3 separate regions of the Danio rerio genome follow, and all the other regions are linked to region 2. The links are chromatin contacts, called in public Hi-C maps. All regions are on one chromosome and are shown on one strand. The core of a region is the stretch at or near the end of the contact, and the rest is flanking DNA. Distances in the headings are between cores, read along the strand shown. Region 1 has its middle 16 kb from the start of ptprc. Region 2 holds the start of lhx9 (LIM homeobox 9). Region 3 overlaps dennd1b (DENN/MADD domain containing 1B).

What was found. Hi-C and Micro-C count contacts between places; a contact is called where the count stands out from the background.
Region 1: a Hi-C map of embryo shows a contact between it and region 2, with 1.8 times the contacts expected there. The contact joins the enhancer-like site here to the promoter of lhx9 in region 2. A contact is called at or near these places in 4 of 18 Hi-C or Micro-C datasets (caudal fin, embryo and hematopoietic stem cells) and 2 of 4 datasets of contacts at active chromatin or transcription factors (caudal fin and embryo).
Region 3: a Hi-C map of embryo shows a contact between it and region 2, with 2.1 times the contacts expected there. The contact joins the enhancer-like site here to the promoter of lhx9 in region 2. A contact is called at or near these places in 3 of 18 Hi-C or Micro-C datasets (caudal fin and embryo) and 1 of 4 datasets of contacts at active chromatin or transcription factors (embryo).

What each region holds. Positions count from the first base shown.
Region 1 is chr22:22,910,326-22,915,320 of GRCz12tu, forward strand. No RefSeq gene overlaps it. Among named protein-coding and RNA genes, the nearest start is that of ptprc, 16 kb to the left of the region's middle. Within about 2 kb of position 1,511, at least 9 of the 62 cell types and tissues checked have an H3K27ac peak or open chromatin away from gene starts, as enhancers often do. A contact at or near this core is called in caudal fin, where this site is marked.
Region 2 is chr22:23,081,389-23,086,132 of GRCz12tu, forward strand. lhx9 (LIM homeobox 9) reads right to left here and starts at 1,850. Exons shown (of 5, transcript NM_001017710.2): 1 at 1,393-1,850; 2 at 428-630. The coding sequence starts at 1,566.
Region 3 is chr22:23,291,718-23,296,212 of GRCz12tu, forward strand. dennd1b (DENN/MADD domain containing 1B) reads left to right here. Exons shown (of 21, transcript XM_073937882.1): 19 at 2,349-2,419. Among named protein-coding and RNA genes, the nearest start is that of crb1, 71 kb to the right of the region's middle. Within about 2 kb of position 1,679, at least 4 of the 62 cell types and tissues checked have an H3K27ac peak or open chromatin away from gene starts, as enhancers often do.

The DNA of each region.
Region 1 (4,995 bases), core at 261-2,760, 170 kb before region 2:
TATTTTTTCATATTATTACATAACATTACGTTATTACAACAATATTATATTTTATTGTAAATTAAACTATTTTTAATTACGTAAAAAATTATTTGTTTGACTCTCACTATACAAAATATAATTAAAAAATTATGTTTATTGGTATAATTTATACTTCTAGATATTTATTGGGGGCCTCCTAAGCGGTCGCTTACTTTCCTTATTGGTTAAATCCGTCCCTAGTTGTACATCAAAGTTGTGGGACGTTGTATTGTATTTAGAAATGAAAATCGGTTTGACATCAGGCCAACATTAATGTCCTACGCCGAACAGATGTTGTATTTTAGGTTACTTTCCAATGCTACCTAAAAAAATCAACGTCTAATGATGTTACAGCTTGACGTTACGTGGACTTTACTGATATAGCATCTATCAGACGATTTTGCTGCCATACTTGACAAATAAATGTCAGTATTTGACGTTAAAATGACGTTGGTTTAACATGTTGACTTTTGTTGTTGACATGTTGACTTTTCATGTTGGATTTTGGTTACTTTCCAACACAACATAAAATTGACTAAATATCAATGTTTAATGATGTTACAACTTGACGTTGTGTGGACGTTACTAATATAACATCTATCAGACATTATATTTTGGTTGCTATACCTGATGAATAAATTTGATGTCAATATGACGTTGGATTAAGATGTTGGCTCATTGTTGGTTTTGGTCACTAAAAACAGCTCGTTGTTGGATTTTGGTTACTAAAAACAGCTCGTTGTTGGATTTTGGTCACTATAAACAGCTCATTGTTGGATTTTGGTCACTAAAAACAGCTCGTTGTTGGATTTTGGTCACACATAACAACCTAAAATCAAACAAATATCAATGTCATTTCACAAAATTACTGAAAGTCAAAATAACATCGTTCTTAGACGCTGGCGACGTAAATCTGATCTAATGTTAACGTCATATGACATTGTGTGTCTGCTGTGTTTGTTCTATATTCTCTGGTCTGCATTATCACCTTTATTTTATAGTTATATTTAAACTATCCAGTCCAACATCAAGTATCTAACACAAAACAACAGGTTTATTTAAAATGTCAAATTCCTATAAATAACTATGTGAGAAAAAGGTTTTTCTAGTTGAAAAGGGTGTGAAACAAAAACATCATCTCAAGATCTGAACTGAAGACAAGTATATGGGCGTTTTAGCATGTTTTTGGCACTTTTAGCGCAAGTCTGGACGTTAATTTGCATAAAGTTTTGTTTAAGGCGCTTAAGTTGTGAGCAATTACAAGAACACGGTGACGTGAGGACTGCAGTAGTTTCACTTCCTTTCACGAGAAAACGTTTGGTAAGAACAAAAGTTCCTTTTTGTGGACAGCTGTGTCTTACATCGACAGCATCAGCATTTATTTTATTTTTTTCATTCTAAAAAAGATCTCTTTATAATAACAAATTCATACCAGGAATTACCGCCTCTTTTGTGCTAGCCACAATGTCACATGACAACTAACGCACGCTAATATTGTATAAGAAAGAGTGTGTGCTAACTATAGGCCTACTCTGCAGTTTGTATGTGATGTCAAAGGTAGAAAATATTCTTTACAATGCTTGTAAAACAATCTGATAACCAGAAACGTTTGATTAGGGTTTTAAAAAAGTCTTTATGTGGGATTTTTAAGTCTCTGTTAAAGTAAAATGAAAATGTTTAGGTGTATCAATATTTAAGGTCTTTGTAGGAGCCTTACCACTGTATCTAGCACGTTTGTGTCACCCAGACTCATAGCCAGGGGGTGTTCGAGTGGTTCGAAAGACCCACCCCCCAATGACAAAGTGCAGAATTTGGCCTCTATAGACCATTTCAATGTGCTGATGTCATTGACCCATGAGAATTTCCTTCTTGTTGTCAAACTGTTCGATAACTGTAACAATAGGCAATTCAATCATAAGCTGACGTTATTACAGGATTATTTATCATGATTTTTACTTTTTTAGATTCTCTGAAGCTATTGAAATTAAAAATGTAAAACAGGAAATACATTTGGACCATTGTTGTTTACATCCCTCAAAATAGTCTATTTAAGTTCATTTGTCCCATTTTTGACAGTATGCATCATAAATTGTGAAAATAACCGATAAAAGAAGGCTGTAAGACAAATAAAATTTGTAATTATTAAATTTTACAAATTCTGACTGAAGAAATGAGCCAATCAGTTTGTTATTTATCTACAGGCTACAGTTTTTAAGTTGTATGTATGTATATTGTATGTTTTTAATAAGTTTTAACAGAATCATAATTGTATTTTTTTAATGATGCATGATAACAAATTTGCATTTTAAAAATAAGTATTTTTTTCATCTCCCTTTATTCTACATTTTTAATAAAAAATTCTAATCTCATACCATTATCTATAAAGTTGTAATAACTTACAGTTTAAATGCACATTTCTAAATAAACACTTTGTGGTGAAATAGTATGGTAAACTCAAGATCAAAAAGTCTGGTTATGATCACCATCGGAGAAGCTAATGCAGCAAAGATTGCATAAAATGTCACTACTATGCAGTATTTAAACCTCATAATTTAAAAGAAATTAAGGAGGATAACTGCACAAAGCTCCACTTATTACTGAGAAAAAAGAACCACCTCTTTCAATAGAGGCTGTACCCCCAGAGCAGGTCATACTCAAATGCCAATAAAGCAAATAGTTCACACAAAAATAAATTCTATCATCATCACCCTTCACTTCAGCCTGCACAAAATAAGATATACCTATAGGTAACCAAAGTCCCCATTAACTTTTTGGTTAACACCATTTTTCCAAACATACTTAGTTGAGCTGAGAAAATCTCATAAGACTTAAGTGTGACTAAATCTTAAGATTCTTTTACATCCCTTTCAGTTCAGTTTGCATGTAAGCTTTTTAAATCACTTACCGTTTATAAAATGCTAAATAAAAGAGAAATTGTTCACATCTACCACTTGATGGCAGTGTTTATCCACCACTGGGTCTTGTTCACCTACCTTGACTAATTCTGTTCGCCTGCCTCTGAGGTTGACCTGTGCGATTTACATATCTGCATAAACCACCTCACCAGCTCTTAAAAAATAGTCATCATCCTCATTTTCCTATTATTCTGAGGTCTATGATTATTAGTGCAGCAGAACTGACCTTAAATCGGCTTCTTCAGGAAATAAAAATATCTCTCTTGCCGAAGGTTACAACACTGTGAGGCAAAGTTAGCCAGGTCTTGTTTTTGATTGACAGCTTCCTAACAAGGACAGCTTAAAGCGGCGGAGTTACGCCCTGAAGCCCCTCTCCTCTCCCATGCTGCACCAGAGGGCAGGGGGCTGTGTGTGTGATGTGTTTGTCTTTATCATCTTCCACCTGCACACACACAGTCACAGAGGGGTATAAATGACATTACGGGTGTCAACGTTCGCTGTGTCTCATCAGGGTGGATAATGATAAAGAGCCATTAAAACACCTTCCTCTGTCCTCTGACTATGAAACAGCCATGCTCCCATACAAAAATGAATTAAACAAAAACGTGTCATTGTATATCGAGACTTGTCTGAACATTTAATGCTCGTACATTATATTTCATACTCACAAATATCAGCTGTACTATCTGCTTAAGGAAATTGTGGCTGTGGACTGGAGAGATCACTGGCTTTTGTGCATATGCGTGGCTTTATTCTGTTACATAGTTGATTGTGTTCATATTTAGGCCACTAAGTCATGTTTAAAATCAAACAGCCCACAGAAAATAAGTTATACAGTATGGGTGATACAAATATTTGAGTAACTAATAGCTTACTATATTTTTCAAGTAGCTAGCCCAACACAGTGGCTTTAAAAAGCCTGCATAACTATAGTTACAATTAAATTAGGCTACGGAAAAGGGAATACTGACATAATTGCAACAATGGCAGATTCGAGAGATACATGAAATGACAAAACTGTTGCATTATGCATATTCGACCTGTAGGTGGTGATACTACACGTCTGTGTAGCCTACATCCGGTCCTCTCATTCATCTTTTTTTTTTAAAGTTCCCCAGGTTCTGCAGGTTGCAATGTCCCGAATTTTGCTTGTCAATCTTAAGCCATTTGTAATGGATTGTTTGGTTCAAATTGGAATTTTCCCAACCACCAGAGTGAGTGCTCCGACAGGCCTCCAAAATGTCACCATCTAAATAAACAGCCAAAATAGGATGCCTTTTGTTTTTAGTTAACAATAAATTCCCTCTTAAACTCTTTTTACTATGGTATTATAAATAATAAATTAAAATTCACCTTAATCTAGCTGGAATACCACATTGGAAAATGTGTTTCCAAGACTGTTGCATCCCAATTCACATTCTTATACTACCCCCTAAAAGTATGTACTTTTTTGTGATGGAAAAAGTATGTACTTTTGAGTGTGTAAACGAAGATTATGCAAGCTTTGGGACATACTACACATCATCCACATTTTTTTCCATATTTAATTTCCTACCTTATTGAAAAAGCGGAGAGATACAGAGAATTCTTTTTTAGGTATAATTATGCATTCAGACGTCAATGTCAAAACACGTCTTTATATAAGTTTGGTGTTGTTATTGTTGTTGTTGTTGCGGATGAAATATGACATAGAAAACGTGATTTAAATATTTTCCTGTGGGCTGATATTACTTAACAGTTTTACAAACATCTTTCCGTTTTTAGTTCTAATCAAATTTACGTCCATTGCCCAATGTACTGAGGGCAATATCAGCGGTTAGAGTGTGGACACTGCTACACTTAAAATTTTTACCGGAAATAGTAAACCATTTGGAAACCTTTGGCATACTATTTTCAACATACTACGATTTTGGATATACCTATTCTATTTTTAAATACTATTTAGGATGGATAGTATGTAAATTGTGAGACAGCAAATGAGTATCTCGTCAGTACAATCCACAGAGACCTGTGTCTCTCTAAAATAAACTCAATTCCTAACAAGGTATCCATGGCGCAG
Region 2 (4,744 bases), core at 600-3,099:
CAAACATAGATTGATGAAAACATTTAGTATGTCATTAACAAATACGTTTAACATATAAAAAGCGGGTGCACGTGAAATTTAGATATTTTTATTAATCAAAATCTTTTAAATGCACGCATTTGCTATTATTTATATATGTGTACATTTATTTGGAAAAATGGTTGTATCTTCTATAGTCTGACATAATTCGTTTTCCTTAAAAAAAACAACTGGCTAAAAATTGAATAGAAAAATAGACGCACTGAGCATGAATTAATTAGGTTTATTAGATTAATTTAGGCGTGTCAGTTAATCACTGAAGATCACTATATGGGTCAATGGCTTACACTAGCTCAGATGTCACCAGCCTTTATGTGTGTTCGAAAAAAAAAGTTAGGCCTACTAAACAGGCCTAACGCAAGATTTAAGCCTCAAAGTTAATGCTTACCTGTAGTAATCCTCTTTGCAGTAAATGCTGCCATCCTTTGCGAAACACGTCAGTTCGGATTCAAGGGCCAGTTTACATTCACAACACTTGAGACACCTTAAATGCCACTGTTTATCAACGGCGAGTAAGTAGTATCTGTCGGAGATTTTACCACCGCAGCCGGCGCACAGCGCAGGCTTCTCTGGGCTCATGGAGGGCATAGTCTTTAAAAAAAAAAAAAAAAAACATAATTGGTGGAGTAAATAAAGGTTTCGGCGTTAATCAAAATACACCACAGTAAATGAGTTTGCCATTATAGATATAGAACTTAAAGTAAATTCAAAAGCATACTAAATGAAACTGTATATTTATTATTTTTATGTTTTTAATAAAATTATGAGTGAGCTTTCTCAATTATCAAACCAAAACTAGATATGATGCATAACTACACATTGCATGTTTTGTTTGTTCTGTGCTTTGATTTCATTTTAATGAGTGCCTAGTCTAAAATATAATTTAAAAAATGTTAACGAAAAATGACTATTTCTTATCACAAAAATTATTATTAAATTTAATACAAGCCTACAGGTTATTAACTGTTAAATATTTTGTCACTTGCTTGGCAAAAACATATTGATCTTATTTTTGTCGTTTTTGGACATCTTACCCCTAAAATAAATATAAGGAATGTTGTGAAACTGCTAAAATAAAATAAAATGTCTGTAGATTTTGGCTCAAATGTGAAATTTAATTTTGGCATATAACTCTCTTCATGCTTTATAGTTACTCTTAGGCATTTCAGATGTTATTGATATCCTCCGTAATTACTTTTTGCATGTTTCCAGAGGCCTGCTAATGTTTTAAAATCGTACAAATGTTTTCGCTACGTTTTTAAAAGTGGGTTACAAACTATGAGGTGTATATAGCGACGGGAGAGTTTGACATTTGCTTTAACGTAAAATGCACGCCAAAACACAAATTCTTACCGTCTCCCGTCCGTTCATCTGGACGGTTTTTGCTAGTCGAGACTCCGATTTAGATCTCCTCTCCATCTCCTCCATGATCCCTTGAATATGATCCCCAGAGATGCCGTGGAAAAGCATGGCTGCTGGACGCAATGTGCAACTGCTTTCTTTCGCCTTGCACCCCACAACTTCCATATACAGCTTTCCGGATCCTTAAAACATCCGAGTGGATCTACACCAACAGATTCACAACAAAATGCAATCAATGTGTTACAAAAATATTAAGCCGGTGGAATTTGATGGACGGCGCAGGAACAGTCAGGAGAACCAGTCCACTTTCTCCAACGTCAGAAAAAAGTATAGTCCGGATGATATAAGGCAAAACTGAAGTCTGGAGGATGTTTTAAACGTGGGTTTTCAGATAGTCCCAATCTCCAACTGAGGATCCGAATGCGTGAAAGTCGGGTTTGGGACTGTGTGTGTTAGAGATCCTGTGTCCTATTTGTGAAGAGAGCAAACGCCTGCCCAGCTTGGGTAATTGGGTAGGAGGAGTCCTCCCTCTCTCCAATGCCACTGATTTCTATTCACCAACAAAGACCTGTCACTCTCTCTTCAAACCGATGGTGATGGGCAACACGAGCTTGGAAAGCACTTGGTATAGACCTTTTACTTCCTTTTTAACTGGTGTTTTGCCACTTTGATTTTTTTTGCAAGGCCTTCTATTTTTTCATGTAGTTTTAAGCTTTTGTAAATGCGTGTAGCTAAAATAAGTGTTTAATTGAGATTGTGAACACTAAAAACACTTGGTGTGGACGTTTAGTTCCTTTCAGAGACGTTGTGACACTTTTTGTTAGGTTTTTATTTTTTCTCATGTAGTTTTAGTGTCTGTAAATGCGTCTAATTAAAATTAATGTTAAATTATTGAGACTGTGAATACTGTACTTCATCTGACCTCTCTTGTAGTTTTGAGTCTTCTTGGAAAAATGTATTTGAAAATTGTCAGAGAGTTGCTTGTTAGTTTATCGCGAGTGTCATTCATAATTAACTCCCAATAGCAGAAAAGAATATTACGTTATATATATATATATATATATATATATATATATATATATATATATATATATATATATATATATATATATATATATAACGTAATATTCTTTTCTGCTATTGGGAGTTTATATATATATATATATATATATATATATATATATATATATATATATATTATATATATATATATATATATATATATATATATATATATATATATATATATATATATATATATATATATATATATATCTTGTACTGCATGAATTCAGGTTAATGTAAAGTATAAAAGACGCTAATCCTTTAAGTACATTGTATGATATATGTACAATTAAAATGGACTAAAGTGGTGGCATAATTTAAAAAGTTGTCAGAATGTTTCATAAAGGTGTGTGTCTGTGTATGATGGTCTTTCTCTTCATGTGTGTTTTCGGGAGAAAGAGAGAAAGGAGCAAGCGAGGGAAGGGGAGCGATGCTGTTGGGAGGAGGAATAAGCAGTTGTTTACATTCTTTGATTTTTCAGATGTCAAACGTCAATTGAATCCCATTGCCACAATTTATTTTTCTGTACGAATATATACGAGGGATGATCGTAAAACTACTTAAGAATAATAAAAAATAAATAATTGATAGCAACCTTAATCCAACTATTCGTTATGGTTACAATATCAAAGGAAGAATAGATTAGGCGACATTCATGCATCTCTTCATTTACACGAAGCTGTTTAATTAGGCCTATATTATGAATAACTGCACAAGCATTGCGTTTTTAAATTTACATAGGCCATGTATAAAATGTGCATATTAGAAAGGGATTTGATTGTTGCAATCATCTTTCTTATTATTTACATATAAAATCTAAATTCTAGTTTAGACAGACAACGCTTCCTTAGGCTATACATTTTCTTCTGTCTGTTCATTACAAATTATTAGTTGTTTTAATTATGCTGAGAATATTTATTCGACTCTCCATGCACGCTCAAACTACATTCATTAACTATTTGACCAATTAGAATACATTTCTAGATAGAGAAATCTAATTTTGAAGATAAAATTAGAAATTACAGCTCTCGGTCGTGCGTGTGTTTGTCTCTGTTAAATGTTTGTCTCTGTTAAATGTATCAAATCAAAAGGAAATATTTATTTGAAGAGTAAACAATATCTGTCAGAGACTATACTATAAATAAGCTTTATGTGAATTAATTTGCTCGAACAGAAATCATGTCAAATTGTGATGATCTCAAATGCATTACATATGCAACATTCTCATAGGTTATACGAATCAGTCTGTGTGTCGTTTGCAATTGCTTTTAAAAATGTTTGCTTCAGAATAAATGTATCATCGAAAAAATCAAGCGCTTTCACTTAAATTTAAATAAGATATCCTTAATTATACTGCTCCACGCGAACATTTTGTATTTCTTACACACAAATACGAATCAACTTATAGTCAATTATACATATTAAAAATTGCTCTCAGCTCTGTTCCAAGATCACCAAATGTATATTTTTCAAACGAAAACATAGATAAAATGAACAGATTAACTCTGATATTCATATTTAGGTATATGCTATTTCCACTATTTCACAATTCAAGATAATACCATTTAAATGAAATACCTTAATATCTAAATATTATGCAAACCGAATCAAGCTCAAATATACATCTTTAATTCGATTTGCAACCTGCGTCGTATTTGATGCGCCCGTAATAACTTTTACCTGGTTCACCTGCCCTATACATAGCTCTACGTATGTGTGTGTAGGCTAAATTGAAGGTCTTTCCTCATCAATTATGCATAAACAATATTTTCCGAAACTCTGCAAAGCATCCAAATATGTTGTTCACCGTGTCAAACAGTATATTCACGCACCAAAGCTATACAAAAAAATGGGGGTTTACCGTGAGCCGCTGAGCGCCGTCCTGAAGCCCCAGCAGTGCCGCGGTGAGAGAGGGATGGATGAGGGTGAGACACGAACGATCCTACCAGCAGATGGGGGCTGTTCCTTGGTTCTCGCGTGAGTGTCAATTACGACAAATCCAGCTCGAGCACTGAATATACATCAACTGTATTATGCACAAGGCCCCTATCGAGACGTGTGGGTAAATGTGGATAGATACATAATTCCTCTGGTAATTTTCTTAATCTTTAATCATTACCTCAAGCAGTTTTCTCAGCTCGAGGCATGTATCACGAGACTTACATCAGATAGATAGATAGATAGATAGATAGATAGATAGATAGATAGATAGATAGATAGATAGATAGATAGATAGATAGATAGATAGATAGATAGATAGATAGATAGATAGATAGAT
Region 3 (4,495 bases), core at 429-2,928, 210 kb after region 2:
GAGTTCAGTTGTACGAAAAAGTAGCATTTTAAAAAGGATGCGTGGCACCCAACCCTGCCCCAAAACCCAACCATCATTGGGGATCAGTAAATCAAACTAAATAGTACGAATGAGATCATACACATTCATACTAATTAGCCACTATCAAAAAGTTACGATTTGCCGTGAGATAGTGTTGTTATATCAGCATCATCTTTTTTTCATTAGCATTTTGAACTAAAGGGCAAAAGGATGGAAAACGTCAACACTGTTATTATTATATTTTAAAACAAGTTAAACAACACTTATTAACATAATGAAATGTCCTCTATCACTAATTAAGCCGTTTGCATTAATTTACAATATTTATAAGGGGTTTAGTTTACTGTAAATCATACATTGGTTATATATCATTCCAGTTTAAGAGAAATTAATGTAAAATACTTGAAATGATTAGGTTTTATGACGTAGATTTAGGTTGTAACGTCAAGTGACCAAAAAGATGTTGACATTTGGTTGATTTTTGGTTGTGTTAGAAAGTGACCAAAATCCAACGTCAAGCCAACATCTTAAATCATATTGACGTCAAAAACTGACATTTATTTATCAGGTATGGCAATCAAAATCTAACGTCAGATAAACGTCATAAGGTCCAAACAACGTCAAGCTATAACATCATACGACATTGATATTTGGTTGATTTTTGGTTGGACGTTGGACATTGACGTCGGCCTCACATTGAGTTCTGACGTCAAAACAATTTTCATTTTCAAACACTTGCAAAAACATCCCTACAGCGTCAATCTGACATCATGTTGATGTCTTGTGTCTGCTGGATGTTTAAGGCCATTTCGGTCATCATACAGTAAACATCCATCATCTTGTCATCATTGGCATACATCCAAACATTCTCTGGGTCAGTGCATGTAAAGATTTTGGACATCTTCTTGAACTATTTTAAAGCTTCCAAATAGTTTGCTGCATAAAGCGCTCATGTCTTGAGGTAGTTCATTCTAACGCGATTTACCTTCTATGTGAGCTTTGATTGGACAGGAATCACAGGACTGATTTTTCTAATCCCCATAGACATGAAGAAATAAAGTAGTGACTGCAGGTTGAAGGAAAGTAGTGGAGTAAAAGTATCAGTACTGCTCTAAAATGTACTCAAGGGAAAGTAAAAGTACCCATTCTTAAAACTACTTAGTAAATTGCTAATTTCTGAGAAAAAACTACTCAATTACAGTCACTTGAGTATTTGTAATTTGTTATTTTACACCACTCCTTGGTAGAAAGCTAATTATAACTCAAGAATAGATAATAAATGTTAGTTTTAGAAAGACTAACTTACATAATGACTTTTATCACATGTATCTGCTTGTATGGGTTACAGGTTTGCTTTTCTGTGTGTGTTTCAGTAGAAGGTGTTTGAGATGCAGGCCTGGTGTTGCCATCCTTCGCTCACCTTGTTTTAATAAACACCTCTGCTTGTAGAAAACACAAGAGAGAGGCCAGACTCTCTGAACAGCGGAGTCTGCTTCACAACTCAAGGGGCTACAAAACTGCAAACACAAACACACACACAAACACACACAGCAAATGAATGTGACACAGTTCCGCAGGTGCATCCAAACCCCTTCACTTAAGCCAAAGTGGCTTGCCGGCCAGATTTATGGCCCTGACACAGGAATCCATTAAAGCCTTTTGGAGGATTCAAGGCCTGAACCCCCCGTAATCGCTTTCATTATAGCTGCCGGCTACTAGCGAGTGGGGCAATCAGTGCCCAACATGTGTTCCTGTTTATTCCAATGGCAAAGTGTTCGCTACACGCATCTCTCAGCTATTTTTATGGACAGGGTGGCCGTTAACCCATTCTGCATGCACCGATACCCAAGATTTTCGCCCAAGCTATTACAGCGAGCATTGACCAGTTGATCCGTCCGGTTAGCAACGTAGCGTGACGTTTTCCTCGCGCCTCGGGCTCGGCGGTTTAGTGGCGTGCTTTGATAATGTGGCAAACGGCAGTTTATGGCCTACTTTAGTGAGTGGCGGCGCGTTTGCGTGTGCGTTTGCGTGTCGTGGACGGCTAGTTAATGGTGAACCCTAAAGCCTGGGGCTGCCGCCGCGTGAAGCTGTGCCCAATAATGCTTCAATTCTTTAATTTGCCAATTAAACGTGTTGCACAGGTGTGTTATAAAAGCCAAGGGATTAGCAGACCTGGCACCTTCGTCGGGGACGCGGATTAATGTTGTCGCTTTGTAATGGGGACAAAGTTTTCAAAGTTTTTTTTTATAAATATTCAAGAAATGTGTTGCTTTTTTAGGTTAGCTGTGGTATTAATGTATTAATGTTTCAATCTTTTTTTTTTTTAGTATCAAAACCTGAAGTCATCTCCACACACGCTCTATCCTGACAGTTATAACAATGACGACAATGCTAGCAGGTAAGGGTTTTAAGTGTATTATTAAAGTATAGTAATATTGTTTTGACATTTTTGGATTTGTCAGGGTTTTTTTTAACAGAAGACTCATCAGGGATGCATTAGTTTAGCAAATATACAGTTGAATTCAGAATTATTAACCCTCTTGAATTATTATCCCCAGTTTATTTTTTCACCTAATTTCTTTTTAACAGAGAAAAGATTTCTTCAGCACATTTCTAAACATAATAGTTTAAATAACTCATCTCTAATAACTGATTTATTTTATCTTTTTCATGATGACAGTAAATAGTTTTTGACTAGATATTTTTCAAGACACTTCTATACAGCTTAAAGTGACATTTAAAGGCTTAACTAGGTTAATTAGGTTAACTAGACAGGTTAGGGTAATTAGGCAAGTTATTGTATAATGATGGTTTGTTCTGTAGACTGTTGAAAAGAAAATATGGCTTAAAGGGGCTAATAATTTTGAGCTTGAAATGGCTTTTAAAAAATTAAAAACTACTTTTATTCTAGCCGAAATGAAACAATTAAGACTTTCTCCAAAAGAAAAAATATTATCAGACATACTGTGAAAATTTCCTTGCTCTGTTAAACATCATTTGGGAAATATTTAAAAATGAAAAACATTTAAATGGGGGCTAATAATAATAATTTTAACTGTACTATAATAATATATGGTTCTTGAGCAGCGGATCACCATATTAGAAAGAATTGCAAACAGCATGTTACATTGCAGTGTGGAATAATTCTCTTAAAGTATTCACCTTTAAATCACAGGAGTAAATAAAATATAAATTACCCTATGGGTCAATGGTTTTAGAAATGTATGATTTTTTATGTTTTTTTATTCACTTCATTGAACGTTCAGTTCAATGCATGTTTATTTCTATAACGCTTTTACAATGTAGATTGTGTCAAATCAGCTTATTATAGACGTTCTAGTAAACTGAAACTGTGTCAGTTTTCAGAGTTGAAGTTCAGTTTAGTTCAGTTCAGTGTTGCTTAATTTTCACTGCTGAAAGTCCAAACACTGAAGAGCAAATCCATTGATGCGCAACTCCACAACTCCCAAACCATGCAAGCCAGTCGTGATAGTGGCGAGGAACAAACTTCGCCAATTGATGAAAATTAAGGAAAAACAAAACTCGAGAAAAACCAGGCTCAATTGGACATGACCATTTCTCCTCTGTGCATAGACATCACCTATATGCTTTAAAATCGCTGGTTAACTATGTCTGTATATAATAACTTTTATTTGATCATAATGCAATGATGTGCACTTTTTGTAAAGCTGCTTTGAAACAATAATGAATAAAAAAAAAACTCTGCACAAATAAACTGCAATTAAATTGAATTTTGCACCAAGCCTGCATTTATTTGATCTTAATTACAGCAAAAACAGTAACATTGACACATTTTTATTATATAAAATAACTTTTCTACTTATTTATTTTGTTCAAAATATTATATATTTTTTAAAATGTAAATATAAATTTAAAAATGCTCATTTATCAGCAAATATATTGTTACGTTATAAATGTCAATCATTTTAATCAATTTGATCAATCTTGCTAAACATTCATTTATTCATTCATTTTCTTGTCGGCTTAGTCCCTCAGGGTCGCCACAGCGGAATGAACCGCCAACTTATCCAGCCGCAACCCATCTCTGGGAAACATCCACACACACATTCACACACTATGGACAATTTAGCCTACCCAATTCACCTGTACCGCATGTCTTTGGACTGTGGGGGAAACCGGAGCACCCGGAGGAAACCCACGCAAAGGCAGGGAGAACATGCAAACTTCACACAGAAACGCCAACTGAGCCAACCATCTTGCTGTGTGGCGACAGCACTACCTACTGCGCCACGGCCTCGCCCTTGCTAAACATTGCGTCACAAAATAATAATGAAAACACACTGTAAAAAGTCATTTGTTAGGTTTATTTAATTGAATTATGCAAACCCGTTGCTCTAATTCAAGCTATCATAACTTTATCACAGTACTGTTTACTAATGTAGAAAAAGTCATTTTTATTTGTACTGAGTCACATTGACTTAGGTCAATTAAG